Linked DNA regions of Sus scrofa: region 1 is linked to region 2. A link is a contact called in public HiChIP or PLAC-seq data. All regions are on one chromosome and are shown on one strand. The core of a region is the stretch at or near the end of the contact, and the rest is flanking DNA. Distances in the headings are between cores, read along the strand shown.

Evidence for each region. HiChIP or PLAC-seq counts read pairs in DNA pulled down with a chosen protein or histone mark.
Region 1: a contact with region 2 is called in an H3K27ac HiChIP or PLAC-seq map of skeletal muscle, with 5 times the contacts expected there. The contact joins the promoter of DLG1 here to the enhancer-like site in region 2. A contact is called at or near these places in 2 of 5 promoter capture datasets (fetal skeletal muscle and liver), 7 of 47 Hi-C or Micro-C datasets (adipocytes, embryonic fibroblasts, epiblast stem cells and 4 more) and 1 of 2 datasets of contacts at active chromatin or transcription factors (skeletal muscle).

What each region holds. Positions count from the first base shown.
Region 1 is chr13:132,816,686-132,824,265 of Sscrofa11.1, forward strand. DLG1 (disks large homolog 1) reads left to right here and starts at 3,246. Exons shown (of 27, transcript XM_021070096.1): 1 at 3,246-3,266; 2 at 5,077-5,125; 3 at 5,807-5,938. The coding sequence starts at 5,107.
Region 2 is chr13:132,646,365-132,653,921 of Sscrofa11.1, forward strand. It overlaps BDH1 (D-beta-hydroxybutyrate dehydrogenase, mitochondrial), which reads left to right. Exons shown (of 7, transcript XM_021070089.1): 7 at 1-907. Among named protein-coding and RNA genes, the nearest start is that of BDH1, 48 kb to the left of the region's middle. Within about 2 kb of position 1,402, at least 11 of the 83 cell types and tissues checked have an H3K27ac peak or open chromatin away from gene starts, as enhancers often do. A contact at or near this core is called in skeletal muscle, where this site is marked.

The DNA of each region.
Region 1 (7,580 bases), core at 1,996-4,495, 170 kb after region 2:
AAAGGGAATTGGTTTTAACTTGTACCTTTTATTCTGGTAAGAATTATCTTTGCAGAAGGAGGTCAGTCTCATTACTGCCTAAACTAGACAGAATGGATTCTAGATAAAATGGAACTAATACTATGGTAGGGGCAGATGTTTCAAGCGCTTAGAACTGTGGTCTCGAAGGTCAAAGACCCAGTCTTCTGTCCCAGGTATCTACCTCCCTGTGACAAAAAAAATTCTGGCTGGACTCTTTCAGCCTCAGCTTGATGGGAAACTCCCACCACCTCAGGACAGTCTTTGGAATTTTGGACATTTCTGACACATTTCATTAAAGAAGAAACTTTTGTGCTCTTACAATGTTCATCCTTTAGTTTTAGTCCTGTCCCCTGGATACATAGTCTAAGCCTGTTTGAAGATTAAAGTCAAGCTTCCTAAAGCCCTCTCTTTTTTGAGAGAAATGACCCTAAATTCTTCCATTGTTCCCCTTCGGGTTAGGTTTCACATCCCTGATTGCTCTGGGTCTCTCTTCTTTCCAGATGCTGATTAATCTAGATCCTTCTTAAGGTGTGCTGCCAAGAAATGCTCCCTGAGCTCTTCCTGGAGGTCTAAACCAGCAGGGTCACTACCATCATTCTCAGCGCTGTTCCTCTTATGGCAGCCCAAGTTGGCATAAGTGTTTTTGACAGCATCAAGTCCTTTCCTCTTAGTGATTGCTTTGGCATAGGCAGCACACTGCCACTCTGCCAGAGTGAGAGCAAAAGATGCAGTAGAGTCTGGCAGAACCCAAGTACCTTTACAGAAATTAGCCTGGGCACCTGGATGGGGCAGAGGACAGAGACAGAGATGTGAAGCTCTAAGGGTGGCTTGGGTAGAAGGATTATTGGGAAGAGGAGGTTAAAACTGAGAAACAATATTTTTTGAGAATCAAATCTCTGACATTTCTATTGAAGAATGGGAGATTTGAGACTTTCCCTGTGGTCCTTTGACTCCTAAGCCTTTTAAGCTATTTGAAAGGCAAGTTAACTAGGAGCTGGGAAAAAATACATACATATATATATAATTATTATTATTATTGTTTTTGCTTTTTAGGGTCGCACCCACGGCATATGAAAGTTCCCAGGCTAGGGGTTGAATTGGAGCGACAGCTGCTGGCCTACACCACAGCCACAGCAATGTGGGACCCAAGCCACTTCTGAGACCTACACCACAGCTCACAGCAATGCCGGATCCTTAACCCACTTAGCGAGGCCAGGGATCAAACCTGCAACCTCATGGTCACTGACTAGTGTAATCAGATTCATTTCTGCTGAGCCACAATGGGAATTCCCATTTTTATTATTATTTTTAATGAGGAGGTTGGAAAATAGTCAGATCTTGTATTGGATCTTAGCGGATGGCAGCTGCACCCTGCATAAAATAAGGAAGACTTCAAGGAAATAAAAGCTGTTTGGAAAAGTCCAGATGCCATTGCTGTATGTAATGTGGTAGCCAGCGTCTTTGAAAGCACTTCATGATTCTTACCTCCTGGTATCTTGAGGCTGACCTAAGTAACCAATAAGAGGATATTACAGAAATGATGGAATGTTACTTCTGAGATTAGGTCATGAAAGATGTTGTGGCTGTTGCCTTGCTCTCTTGGAAAACTTGCTCTGGAGGAAGCCAGCCACCATGTCATGACGACATTCAAACTCTAAAGACAAAACTTCTTGGTGAGAAACTGAGGCCTCCTGTCAACAGTCAGAATTGGCATATTGGAATAGCCATACACCCATACTGGAAGAGCCTCCTTTAATCCCAGTTAAGCTTTCAGATGACTGTAGTCCTGGTAGACAACTCGACTACAGTTTCTTGAGACCACAACAGAACCATCCAGCTAAGGCTCTCCTGAAATTCTGATGCACAGAAACTGTGAGATGATGTTTATTGCTGTTTTAGTTATTGAGGAACTGAGTCTTAAGCTGCTAAGCTTTAAGGAATTTGTTATGCAGCTCTAGGTAAGTGATACGTACGGATGGATAGAAAGGAGGAATAAAGATTAAAGGCCCCTCATTCTGAGCCTGAACTTGTCTTCACCCCCAGTGGTGGAACAAGGGCTAGCTGCATTCATGTCCATTCTGGACACAGCTGACCACATAGGGCTAGGAGATGACAAGAAGGAAGGGCTTTGTGCCCTCGTCTCCTTTTCCTTCTCCCCCTCCTCTTTGTTTTTAGGGGAGGACTAGGAAGACATTGAGAACTTGTACAAATTTTGTTTTTGACTTTTCAGCGGCCCCTGGAAAAACCTGCACTGGCCTTTATCCATTTGTTATTAGGCTGTGGGTCCTGAGAGCAGGGCTTGGATCTCTGTTTTTATCTCCATTTCCTGAACAATGGATGAACAGTGGGTGAAATCCCTTCCTCCTTCTCCTAAATTCTGAAGATATTCCATTCTTAGAATAGTTCCTTAAATGGAACCCTTTCATTCGCAGTTCCTCAATGAAGTCTTGATAGCCATCAGCCATTTTCACTATTAACTCTCCCCACCATTTTACTATTTTCAAAAATCCCTCTATTTAAGCTCCTTACTTTTAAGAGCTTCCTTTTGCTTTTCCATCCCATTTCTTCTTTGTAGTGTTGCTTTACCTGTTGCTCAAACTTCCATGATGCAGGAGACCATAGATTTGCTGCCAGTACCAGCATACTACTATCAAGTTGTCAAAAATCGCAGTGGAAGGAGCCCTGGACTGGAGCTAGGTGAGCTAATTCTGGGCTGCTGCCGCTGATTAGCCTATATTCTTGGGCAAATTGCTTCCCTACCCTGGACCTCTGTTTCCTTATCTTAAACTGAGAGAGTGGGTCAAGTTAGGATTCCAAGGTGCATTCCAAAAGTGAAACTCTGTGGTCAGCAAACCTCTAAACAACTGTTACACTACAAGTCTCCCCGGACTTCCCTTTATTGGCCCAAGGGTACTGTCTCAGTGAAAGGCTATCAGGTTTGCTGGAAAGAGACTTTCGATTTGAAAGACATGATCTCTGTATTTCCAGTTTTGTCACTAATTCTGGGCAAACTTAAGCAGATTCTTCTCTCTGCACCTCAGAGCAGGGAGGTAGGTCCCTGTTACGCGGAAGAGGCTCGAAGATCTGGGAGTGACTTAGAGAGGTTTTCCGGATTCTCTTTCGACAACTTGAGTGGCTCAGGCAGGGAGCGTGGTCCCGGCCCTCCCATAGTCCCGCTCCCAGGTGTAATCGAAACTTAAACTAGCCGTGCCTGCCAAGTTGCGGCTCGGCTGCGGTAGCTACAGGTGAGCTATTAAAGGCGCCGCCAGAGATTGGGGCTGATGACTAGGCGGAGGTTGCAGGCAAGGGGGAATGAATGAGTGAGTGAAAAAGAACGAATTTTCTCTTCCCATTCTTAAATGCCTTTATACTTGGAATTAATCACATAGACTTAAAAATGCTCCAATAAAACCCTCAAATTCCTATCAAATTAACGAATATCCCTATTTTACCTGCCCTTCTTTCAGTCCCCCCCCCAACTTTTACTGAGGGACTAATAGTAACTTTAAAAAAATTATTACAAAGTGTATGAGTGCAGAGACGGCGCGCCCCCCCGCCCAAACTCCTTCCTTTTCCTCCCTCCTGCGGTGGGTGGGTGGCGGATTCGACCCCTCCCCGAGCACGCTTTTCCAGGTTGGGGATCCACCTCCGGGGGCTCCAAGTACTATCTCCTGCCCAGGAATTGAAAACAGCACGTGCTTAGTGAGATTAAAGGATGTCTCGGAATGTGTGTCTTGGATCTGGTGTAGGTGAGGTTAGGTCTTTCCACACCCTGACCCTTCCGGGCCTGGCGCGCCACTTGCTTAGAAACGCTGGACACACCGGCGGGTTTGGGCGAAGAGAAGGAGGGGTAGAGGCGGGCTCTTCCAGGCCCCCCAGACCACCTGTAGAGTCTGTTTGTCAACTCCTTTGTCCTCAGAGCCACTTCGATGGCCTCCCCCTTTAAACGAAGAGGTTTGCTTAGACGCTCCCCGGGCCCCTTTCGCGTTCCCCACCCCGCTCCAGGCCCTCCTCCCCCTTCCAACCCAAAGGTAGCACAGCGGAGAGCCCCGGGCTCCGCGCGAGCCGCCTCCTCACTTCCCATTGGCTGAGAGCGCCGGGAGAGCGGTCACGTGGGGGCGCGGCAGTTCAGCTTCAGGGCCGCCATCTTGGCGGAAAGTTTGGGGGGAGAGCGGTTGGGGGCGCGGAAGGAGGCGAGGTTCCGGGGGTGGGGCGGCCAGGAGCCGAGCGGGCGAGCGGGCTAGCGGGCCGCGGCGAGTGAGTAGGCACCAGCGGCGGCGGCGGCGGAGGAGGAAGAGGCCGTGGGGGTGCGGCAACCGAGGGGAGCTCCTCCCCCGTTCCCTCACCCCTCTCTGCTTAGCTCCGCGAGCCCCGGGCGGGGCGGGGGGACGTGGAGCGGGGCAGGGCGGGGGAGCCGCCCCGAGACCGGCCGGAGCGCACCGCTGCTCGGAGCGCACGGCACTGGCAGGAACTTTGTGGCGGCGCCGCAGGTGTGGGGGCCCGCGGAGGTGTGCATGTGGGTCGCGAGGGCGTCGCGGAGAGCGGCCGCTTCCCTGTCTGGACCCTGCTGGAGTAGCTCGGAGGAAGCGAGCTGGAGACAGGCAAGCGAGAGGAGGGGTCCGGGCAGGGCGGGGTGATCAGTCCAGCTGGCCCCTTCTCTGAGCGCTTTACGGCCGCCTCTGGCTTAGGGGCCAAGGGTCGGAGCGACTTCCTCACCCTTCCAGTAGTAGGTGAGAACTATGCACGCTTCTGCCGGGAGAGGGGTGGCCCCATGTCTGGGCATTTAGTGCTCTCTTGAGAGGGAGCAGCTTTCGAGGAGAATTTTGAAGCTTCTGTCAGCTCTTAATTTGCAGGGGTACCCACCGTAGTTTAAAGCTTTCTAGATTGACTGACACTGCTGGGTTTTGAGGTTCTTCTTTTCACTTAGGAAAACTTTGCCAGGTGGGCTTTTCAAATGGGGCTGGGGGGTTTTCGATTTGAGAGTTAGGGGGAAATGCTAATTTAACCACGATTCTCTTCTTTAGTTCTCTTTCCTTTTTGTTTTGTTCTTTAAAGGTGTGTGCCTCTTCCTGATTCTGGAGGAAAATGCCGGTCCGGAAGCAAGGTGAGAATTTACGTGGGAACTCTCTTGTGGGTGTCACTTGCTTTTCCGTATGTCTATTTTGTTTTAAATATGTTTGTGTAATTCTGAAAGACATCACAATCCTACTCTTTCTGCTTCGGGAATCTAAGCCTCACATCATTCAGAAGATGGAAACACCTCATTGTTGGTCAAACTTTTTTCCTTGTGTCTCTCTAGTGACTGGAGAGGCAATTCACTTTTTTTTCTGAAATGTCTTTTTTAAAATTCTGTGTTGGTGTTTCAATATTTGGCTTTATTATTACTAAGCACTATTTTGTGGGCTAATGTGGGAGACTGGCTAAGAGCTAGTAATTTTGAAACAATATTTGGGTTATAATGATGAGTTGTGGATAATCCGCTTTTGTATATCAGATCACCTGAAACTATATTACTAATATTTTGATCAAGTGATCTTTTATGGGGTAGACTGCTAGTACACATTTATTACAAACTACTCACCTTTTGTTCATCTACCGTGACATGTTTAAATTTTTTTTGGATCATTCTAGGGAATATATTTGTGTGCATGATCATATAGCATGGATTGACTTGGAGGGTTTGGGGAACTGTTTAGATGTCTTGCACAATCATTTGCTACACAGCTAACATGTAATATTTTCTTGTAAATATATAATTTTAATCAGACTTTTTTATTCTTTTCAGATACCCAGAGAGCATTACACCTTTTGGAAGACTATCGTTCAAAACTAAGCCAAACTGAAGACAGACAGCTCAGAAGTTCCATAGAACGGGTTATTAACATATTTCAGAGCAACCTTTTTCAGGCTTTAATAGGTGGGAATCAAAACTTTATTGGTGGTCATTATGTGTCAGCTAGACTTATTGTTTCTCTGAATTCATTTATTTTAAACTTAAAGAGAGTGATGTATTTGGTTCTCTGTGAGGCATTCAGTAACTTGAACATCCAAGGAGTTGTGTATTTTGATACTTAGGCCAATATCCCTTCCAAAAGTATCTAATAACTAAAAAAACATTCAGTATGATTATTTCAGAGGTCTTTGATAACAGAGTTTCACATCCATGCTTTGAAAGATGAAGAAGTTGAAAAAATGTTTCTTGATCCAAAAATTATTGACTGAAAAACACTTAGCTTCTTTCTGTGTTTGACTTGTATTTCTCTGGAGTCGCTGAAAATGTTTGAAGAGTTCTGCTATGTTTAAGAACATCCATTCCCTTAATATAGACCTCTGTTTAAACTTGGCATTTGCAGAGTCAGAATTTCAGACCTGGAAAATGATCTTAGAGATGATCTTGTCTAATCTTAATTTACAGATAAGAATATTGAAACAGTTTTATTCTCAACTGTAACTTAAATTTGAAGTGGTGCATTGTTTTAAGGAACTGCACAAATAGTCAACAGTGCTGAATTATCTTCCTGATATTGCCATTGATTGATACAGTACAAGCCATTTAATCTTTTCTAAGTCACTGTTAACTGTAGCATGTGGGTGCTGCGGAACAGTGGTTTTTAAGGCTTTTTCTAAAAAGTAACTAGACCCTTTTTAAAAGAAAAATCTGGTATTTTGTACACAATCTCCGATGTGTAAAATAGGGTGACCTGCCTCTAGCCCTCTCCTCGAGGTTCCTTGAAATGTGTACCAACCACTGAACTAGAAAATTGTCCTCTTCAATTGTAAGAATAAAATGAGTCTTTATTAGTCATGTTAAAGTAGGACATATAGTTCATTGTTTTACAGTCTTTTCCTCTGTAACTTCAAAGTAGTTACAGCTTTATATCTATGGATCAATAAGAGTAACTTTTTTTTTTTGTCTTTTTTTTGCTATTTCTTGGGCTGCTCCCTCGGCATATGGAGGTTCCCAGGCTAGGGGTTGAATCTGAGTTGTAGCCACCGGCCTACGCCAGAGCCACAGCAACTCGGGATCCGAGCCGCGCCTGCAACCTACACCACAGCTCATGGCAACGCGGGATCGTTAACCCACTGAGCAAGGGCAGGGATCGAACCCGCAACCTCATGGTTCCTAGTCGGATTCGTTAACCACTGCGCCACGACGGGAACTCCAAGAGTAACTTTTGATGTGATTTGAAGGCTACTTTCAAATTAGTGTATACTGTCAACTTCCTGGTAAATTGAGTCTACTAAATTAGTTTTAGTATTAGAGAAGACTTTGAAGAAGATCATTCAATATACCTGAATAATTTTTTTTTTTTAATTTAGCATTTTTACAGACTTTAGAAAACACAACAACAGAGAGAACAGTGTAGGGAACTGCTATATATCTGTCACCAGTCTTCAAAATTTGCCAGCATTTGCCTTTTTTGTTTAGACTGATGGACATTTTTTACACTTGAATTTCTAAGTTCTTGAGTTTTAAGGTCCAAATGCATGATCAAATCGAATTCCTCTGAAGAAATAAAAAAGGGAAAACCATTTTTAATTGTTTTTCTATATCAACA
Region 2 (7,557 bases), core at 152-2,651:
GCCCACAGAGGATACATGAATTACCCTTTCGTTGCTTTATAGGTCGGTTTTTTTATACTGCTTTATATAAAATATAAAGGTCCAAATTGTGTATTCCTGCCTCTTCTTAGGAAGGCTCCACGAATTTTTTTTTCTTTTTAGGGCTGTAGCTGTAGCACATGGAAGTTCCCAGGCGAGGGGTCAAATTGGAGCTGCAGCTGCCAGCCACAGCCACACCCGATTCAAGCTGCGTCTGTGACCTACACCACAGCTTGCAGAAGCTGGGGATCCTTAACTCCCTGGGCGAGGTCAGGGATTGAACCTGCATCCTCACAGAGACAACATCAGGTCCTTAACCTGCTGAGCCACAATGGGAACTCCAAAAGGCTTCACATTTTATGTCGCAGGGCTGCTCTGGGCCCAGTTATCCAAGGATCCTCTGATGAGCTCTGTAGCCTCACATGAGCCGTACATACCATCATGTGCCCGCCCTGCATCTCTTTGCATGTCTGTGGTGCTGCTGGGTGCAGCCTGCAGCCAGTGATTCAGAGCTGACTGTGAGGAGGGGGTGGTGACATTCTGGAGATCTCCATTTGAGATTTCTCCAGCCTGTCTTAGGACACACTTGTGTGGAGCAGCTCATTGACTAAGAGGTGATTTGTTTCTGGTTTGTGTCTGCTTGATTCTACCTGGCGTGGGACCCATGTTGAAGGGGCATCCTTGATAGAAGCCGTGATACATAGGATGGGCACTGTGGCATCTTCTCCCCCAGGGGCGGGTCCAGGTACCCCATCTGTCTGTCTCTCTCTCTCTCTCTCTCTCACACACACACACACACACACACACCTGTTCTGTGACTCTCAGGGTGGCCTTATTGATAGCTCACCTTCCTATTATGGCCTTAATTTTAATAAAACCAGGGCACTAAGCAGTGTCTGTGTTATCACTTCCTGGGCTTGGGTTTGAAGGCTAGTATCCCTGCAATTGCCCGGAGCCTGTATGTCTGGACCAAAACCAGGCAACACCCTTCTCCAGGTAGCAGAGGGTCCTGAGTTCCAGCCCTACGGTTCAAATCAGGACTTCCGCCTTGTCCTGGATGGCCACGCCTGCCGCAAGAGGGCGCTCTGCCTCCTTCGCTGCAGGAGAGGCCCCAGCTGCTGATTTGGGAGCTCCCAGCCACCAGAGCCTGAGGTCTCAAAGTGTTGAAAGGGTTCGTGATCTCCAACTCAGAAACAGTCCAGGCACAAAGACACAAACCTCCTCAGTGACAACTTTTCCGCTCTTCTAAGAGCTTGCTGGCTTAAATGTGGAGCTTGGTGCCAGGAGAAGGCCGAATTGGGGCCACTCTGCCACCTCTGCAGGGTGTAACCTTGAGCAGGCTGCTCTGGGTCTGAGGCAAAGCCTGGAACTTGGGGAAGGGAGGAGGGGGGCTGGGCGGGGCTAGACCCTGAAACTTTGTCCAGTAGTATCTCTGTCTATGGGGACCCATGGGCTGGTGCTTCAGCCCGAACGGCCCTTCCCCTGATGGCTGGAGGCTGGGTGAGGGCTTTTTGAGAGCTGCTCCTGCCAGCACCTTGTTACAGCCCCTTCCCACCCCCGTCCCCCTTTCCCTGAGGCCAAGGGCTGGGAGAGCAGGTGACTGGCTAGCCTGGCCCTGCCTGCCACGTGTGCCTCTGCTCCCCATGATGGGGGACTGCCAGACTCTCCTCTTGTGAGACCTGCTTACTTCCTGCATTTCAAATGGCCTGGCCCTGCAAAGCTGTGCCAAGTGGTTCTGGTGCAGGTGCAGACATGAGCAAGCAGAGGCTCCCTCGGCTTGGGTAGCACCAGGCCCCGACTGCCAGAGAACAACCGGCACATCTGTGCAGGCCTGGGCCCAGTAGGCAGCCCGCCCAACTCCTCCTCTCCCCGGGTTCTCACAGCAGCCCTGGGAGTAAGACATTTTACACACAAGGAAATAGACCACCCCAAGTCTCTCACCCAGGAAGGGGTAGAACTGGGTGGCCAAGTCAGACCTAACCTCCAGCTAGTAATGCATGAAAAGCAGGGCAGATGGCACCAGGATCTAAAATAAGGAGGGAAAAAAATACCTCGATTATGTAACAGTGAGAGAGATCTGTAGGCATATGCACAGTACAACCATGGAGTGCTACCCCACGAGCCACCTCCCCCTGCCCCTGCCCCTGCCCCCACCTCCTTCTGCCCTCCCCCATCTCCCTCTTCCCTCCCCCTGGGCTCTGGGTGCTGCTCCCTGGGAGGGGATGTGCCAGAAGAGCCCATCCACATCCCTCCCAGAGGAAATCTGCCTGGGCTCACACTGCCCCATCCTGGGTATTTCTGAAGACATGCTCGAAGACTACCAACACCTTAACCTTGAACAGAAACAGATTCTGGAGCTGCCCTCCAAGGACTGGAGGGTTGTAGGAGCACAAGGCCTGAGAATCCTCAGATAAGGATGTGGGACAAGAAGGGCTATGGGGCTGTGGTGTAGAACAAACAACAAACAAGAAACCTAGAGCATCTAAGACCTTCCTGGTGTGCGTAGGTACAAGGAAGGTGGTTTGTGAGGTTTGTGGCTTCGGAGGAATAGGGTGCGTACCTACTGGGCAGGGTCCAGGGCCTGTGATTAGAGCTGGGAGGGCTGCCAGAACCCCTAGGACCTCAGAGAAGGAAGAGGGACTCAGGCAACATCAAGCTTGACCCCCAGCTTCTAGACAGGGGCCAGGCTTCGAAGCCCTCCAGGGGCAGGAATCTCCTTACTTCCTAAGGTGGCGTTTCCTTGGATAGGGAAAATTTACCCAAGACTGAGCTAAAATCTACCATCTCTGACCTAAGTCCTTTGACACTTGGCTCTGACCCAGAGCTTCACAGAACACTGGATTGGAAATGGCCAAGTCAGGTTCGAGAGCCCAGGTCCCTCATCTGACACAGCTTCCACACTCCTCGCTGTCTGAACAGAGTTTCAGTTGGGTTTACCCATCTCATTTTTGATGACACATACCAAGGTGAATGGTCACCTAAACCCCCTCGAGCAGCACCAAACTTGGGACAGGTTTTAAATACATCTGTTGAGCTGATGAAAATTTCTTACCCACACGTGCCCCTCACAATTGTCTACCTGAGTCATGTCTTATCTGATCCTCATCAACAGCTTATGAGTTAGGCAGGGCTACTATTCCTACTTTAAAATGAGGAAACTGAGCCTCAGGGGCTGGGTGCTTTGCCCAAGATCACAGAGCCAGGAAGTGGGAGAGCCAAGACAGAAATCCAGTCCTGGCCTCCATCCCTAGGCCCCTCTCCCTTACCCCCAGGCTGCCTCTGTCTGTCCATCAGGGCCCTGGAGCTGGGCTGGACCACTTAGCCAGAGGCTGGCCATGTAGCCTGTGAAGGAGTGATGGCAGGGAACATTAAACTCAACTTTCGGAGTTCCCATCATGGTACAGCGAAACAAATCCAATGAGGAACCATGAGGTTGTAGGCTCAGTGGTTAACAACTCTGGCTAGGAACCATGAGGTAGATGGTTCAATCCCTGGCCTTGCTCAGTGGGTTAAGGATCCAGCGTTGCAGTGAATTGTGGTGTAGGTTGAAGACTCGGCTCAGATCTGGCATGGCTGTGGCCGTGGCGTAGGCCAACAGCTGTAGCTCCGATTAGACCCCTAGCCTGGGAATCTCCAAGTGCTGTGGGAGTAGCCCTAAAAAGCCAAAAAAAAAAAAAAAAAAAAACCCTCAACTTTCTTCCAGTCCACAGTTTTGCAGAAAGCAGTGGAGAAAGTGAGGTTGAGCCTTTCGTCCCAGGTATGTCTATTGTGTCTGGATCTGCCAGCAGCCTGGGCTCTAATGGGGAACCTGCGGTGGAGAGCACAAGGCCAGGAAGAATTCCCAGGGCCGGACCGAGACCATTCTGGCCTCAGCATTGATGTGCATATGTTAGAGGAGACAGTGTGAATGTGGACCAACCTCAGGGGATACCAGGACCCAGAAACTCCCTGCACTGCTCTCTTGGTGAAACTTAATTACTCTATAAAATGTGAGGCTGCTCCCACTTATCAAATTATAGATGAGCTTAATTACAGCTCGCTGAGTAACCACACTGGTGCCTTCAAAAATAGCAGTGGGCTGATTGCTCTTCTCAGCTTCAGCTGTAGCCACCCGGGTTTCGGGAGGAAGCGCCCACTGTTCCCAGGGTCTCCGTGCTGCTAAAGCTTGCTCCAAGCCTGTGGAAACGGGCTTGGCGGACTGCAGAGCGGCACTGGGCACTGACTGGCTGGTGTGCTTACAGCCAGCGAGTGCTCTGCTGGGCCATGTCTGTTCCATTACTGGGTCGTTTACTCTGTTGGGGCCTCTCTTTCTCTCCTACTTGCGTTGTGTTGTGGCCAAAGGTTTTGGCTCATAATGTCTGACCGAAGGTGTACAAGGTAGTGCGGGACTTGCCTGAAGACACAAGGAAAAGCCATGGTGCTGGATGAGAAAACCCACACTTTATGGAGATTCGAGGGTCCCTTCAAGGAAACAGGTGAGGAGCGGCAAGCCACTAGTGATTGGTGAGAGGTCTGTGACATTATGAAGGGTACCATCAAGTTTGCTGCAGCCTGGCAGGATGGACAGACTTGTTCCAGTGGAAGAAACTGGCAGAAGGCGTGGTGTGATTTCAGGGGTGTTGATGGGACTGGAGGAGCAGTTGTGGAGGAAAATACCAGTGTCTTGAGCGTCCTCGCATTCAGAGGCGCAGCAGCGGCTTCTGTACTTAATAGCTTCTGCTCCCTCTCCCTCTGCCCCCTTTATTTTTTTTTTCCCCCTTTATTATTTGAGTTCCTGCTTTGTGCCAGGCAGCTCATTGCTCTCCTAGGAAACTTGAACCCAGGGTGACAGGTAGCAGGTTTTAGAGGACAAATACAATACTTTATTGTCTCAGAAATGAAGAAAAATAGTCATTTTCAATCTTCACCCAACCAAAATTGTCTCCCTTCCTTTCTAGCCTCAGGGTCCCAGCTCGCTGTCTCCCCCAGATGTGAAGGGGTCTTTCCCTACTTGCAGAATCCCCTTGACTTCCTCAAAGGAAAAATAAAAACGGAATGTCTCTGGAAAATCACTGCTGGGCATGGCCCAGCTGCCAGCAACATGCAGTGGCCAAGCAAACAGTGCTACGACCACTTGCAGAATGATGGGGGGTACGCGGGGGCTCTGCGATGCCGGGGGCTGGGCACGTGGTCCGAAGGCTGAAGGTAGAAGCAGACCAGAGGCTCAGACAGGGAGGAGTGGACGCCACTTTGAGGAATGTGACAAATTGGAGTTTTCGGCTTTGGGGGCTGACTTTCTGGGAGGTTAAGTGCACAGTAAAAGGATGCAACAGAACACACACACACACACAAAGGTATTTGGGGGGAGGCTCTTGCTTTTCTGCAGCAGAGAAAGAAGGGGCAGATCTGGGGGTCCCTGAGTGGGCCACTCCTAGGGAAAGGAGCCCACCAGTGATGCTGTGTTAGAGATGGAAGAGCCTCAGAGAGCCTGCAGCCATAGGATGGGAAAGAAACAAGCTTTGCTGGAACTTTTGTTCTGCATTCTGGACAAGGTGGGGTAGAAAGAATACAAGTTCTGGAGCCAGACAGACCTGACTTTGAATCCTGTTCTGCAACCTTCTGATTGTGTAATACTACCAAGTGATCTAGTCTCTCCTAGCCTCAGTTTCTGTATGTTTAAAATGGGGATAACAATGGATCCCTTGCACTGTTGTTAGGTGAGCGTAAAAAGGTTACCTAGTGCAACGCCTGCCTAAGGGAGGGACTTAGAAGGTGTCCCGGTCAGTGTAGCCAGGGCCTAAATATCCCTTTCCCATTCCCAGCCAACCCACTCCAACCTTTCTGAGAAATGAATAGACCTTAATGTTCCAAAGGCAGAGACAAAAATCAGGAAATACTCAAAATTGAACCCTAGCAGCCAGAGCCCACTTTCCTGCCCACCCTGCTCCTTCCAGGGCCTGGGGCAGAGAAAGTAATTTCCTCCTCCTGGTGCCTCTTTCTGGGTGCTAAAAGCAGAACAAATTCTACAGCCCTGTATCACCTCCTTTCTGGAAATCCCTGAAGAGGATGCCAAGTGGATTAAGGAATTACTGGCCGGAAGGGCTGTCAGCTCAAAGCCTGGATAACAGTGCATCCCAGGCAAAGAAGGAGGTATTTTCTGCAGCATGAACCCTTGAAACTGTCCAGGGTGGGTCAGGAATCAGACCATTCGTTTGGCTGTGGGGGGATGGGAGGATGGACCTGTTTCTCCCACCCCCGGCTATCTGTGTTTGGATTCTTCCTGTTCCCTCTCAGTTATATTTTAGCCAGGTCCTGCTGCCTCTCCATCTTTTCTCCTTTGGCATTCCAGTTCTGAAGGTTAAGGGCTCTTTATAGTCAGGCTTCAGGGGATCTGCAGTAAGATTTCATTCTCAGCCCCTGAGGGCTTCCCAGTCCTGTGGGACAGGTGGGCTGTGCACCTACCCAGGGAGAGAGCCATCACCTGGGGACATCCGGTACTACAGGGCATGGACACTGTGGGAAGCCTGGGGAGGGAGAAGAGCATTCAGATTGGGCAGATTAGAGATGCTCCCTACATGGAGGTCGGTCTTGTTTCATCGGAGCCTTGATGAGTGAAGAGGATTTTGACCGGTAGTCACAGGAGGGAGGGCCCTCGGCAGGGCATTCGCACTGAAGGGAACAGCATGGGACCGGCCCAGCATCTGGGAAGGACAGAATTCTTGAAGGGAAAGTGCCGTGGAGTGCCTGCCGTGGCTCAGTGGCTAAGGAATCTGACTAGGAACCATGAGGGTTCGATCCCTGGCCTTACTCAGTGGGTTAAGGATCCGGCGTTGCCGTGAGCTGTGGTGTAGGTTGCAGACACGGCTTGGATCCCACGTTGCTGTGGCTCTGGTGTAGGCTGGTGGCTACAGCTCTGATTAGACCCCTAGCCTGGGAACCTCCATATGCCGCAGGAAGCTGCCCTAGAAAAGGCAAAAAAAAAAAACCAAAAACAAAAAAAAAAAAAAAGGGCCGTAATTTGGGGAGGCTTGAAGACGTTCAGCCCCTGGGTATAAAATGGATGATCAAGGGCAGGGGTGTGAGATCTCAGAGGGCAGTGTTCAGGCAGACCTGACCCTCAGAACCGTCAGAGCCAGATCATTCCAAGCTGGACCTCAAAGTTATCCAGTCTCTTGGTTCCCAAACGAACTGCATGTGCATCTCTTGGGAAACTGGTTAAGAAACAGGACCAGTGAGTCTGGGGCAGAGCCCAGGAATCTTATTTCTAAGATGGGACTCCAAGGCACAGCCAGGAAAGGGGCAGTGAAAGAATAGGGGACACTGCATCTTGAGTTAGTGACAGATCTGGGCCTAGAAGCTTGGTGTCCCGCCCCTAGTCTGTGCTCCTCCACTGTACACATGAGGGAGAGCCAGGGCATTTGTGACTGTGGGTTTGTCTATCCCTTAGTAACTGCTAGCAGGGAAATTCCTGAAGCAGAAAGGGCCTGGCAGCTTGCTTTAGAAGGACTAGCATGGAATTCCCACTGTGTTGCAGTAGAAATGACTCCGACTAGGAACCCT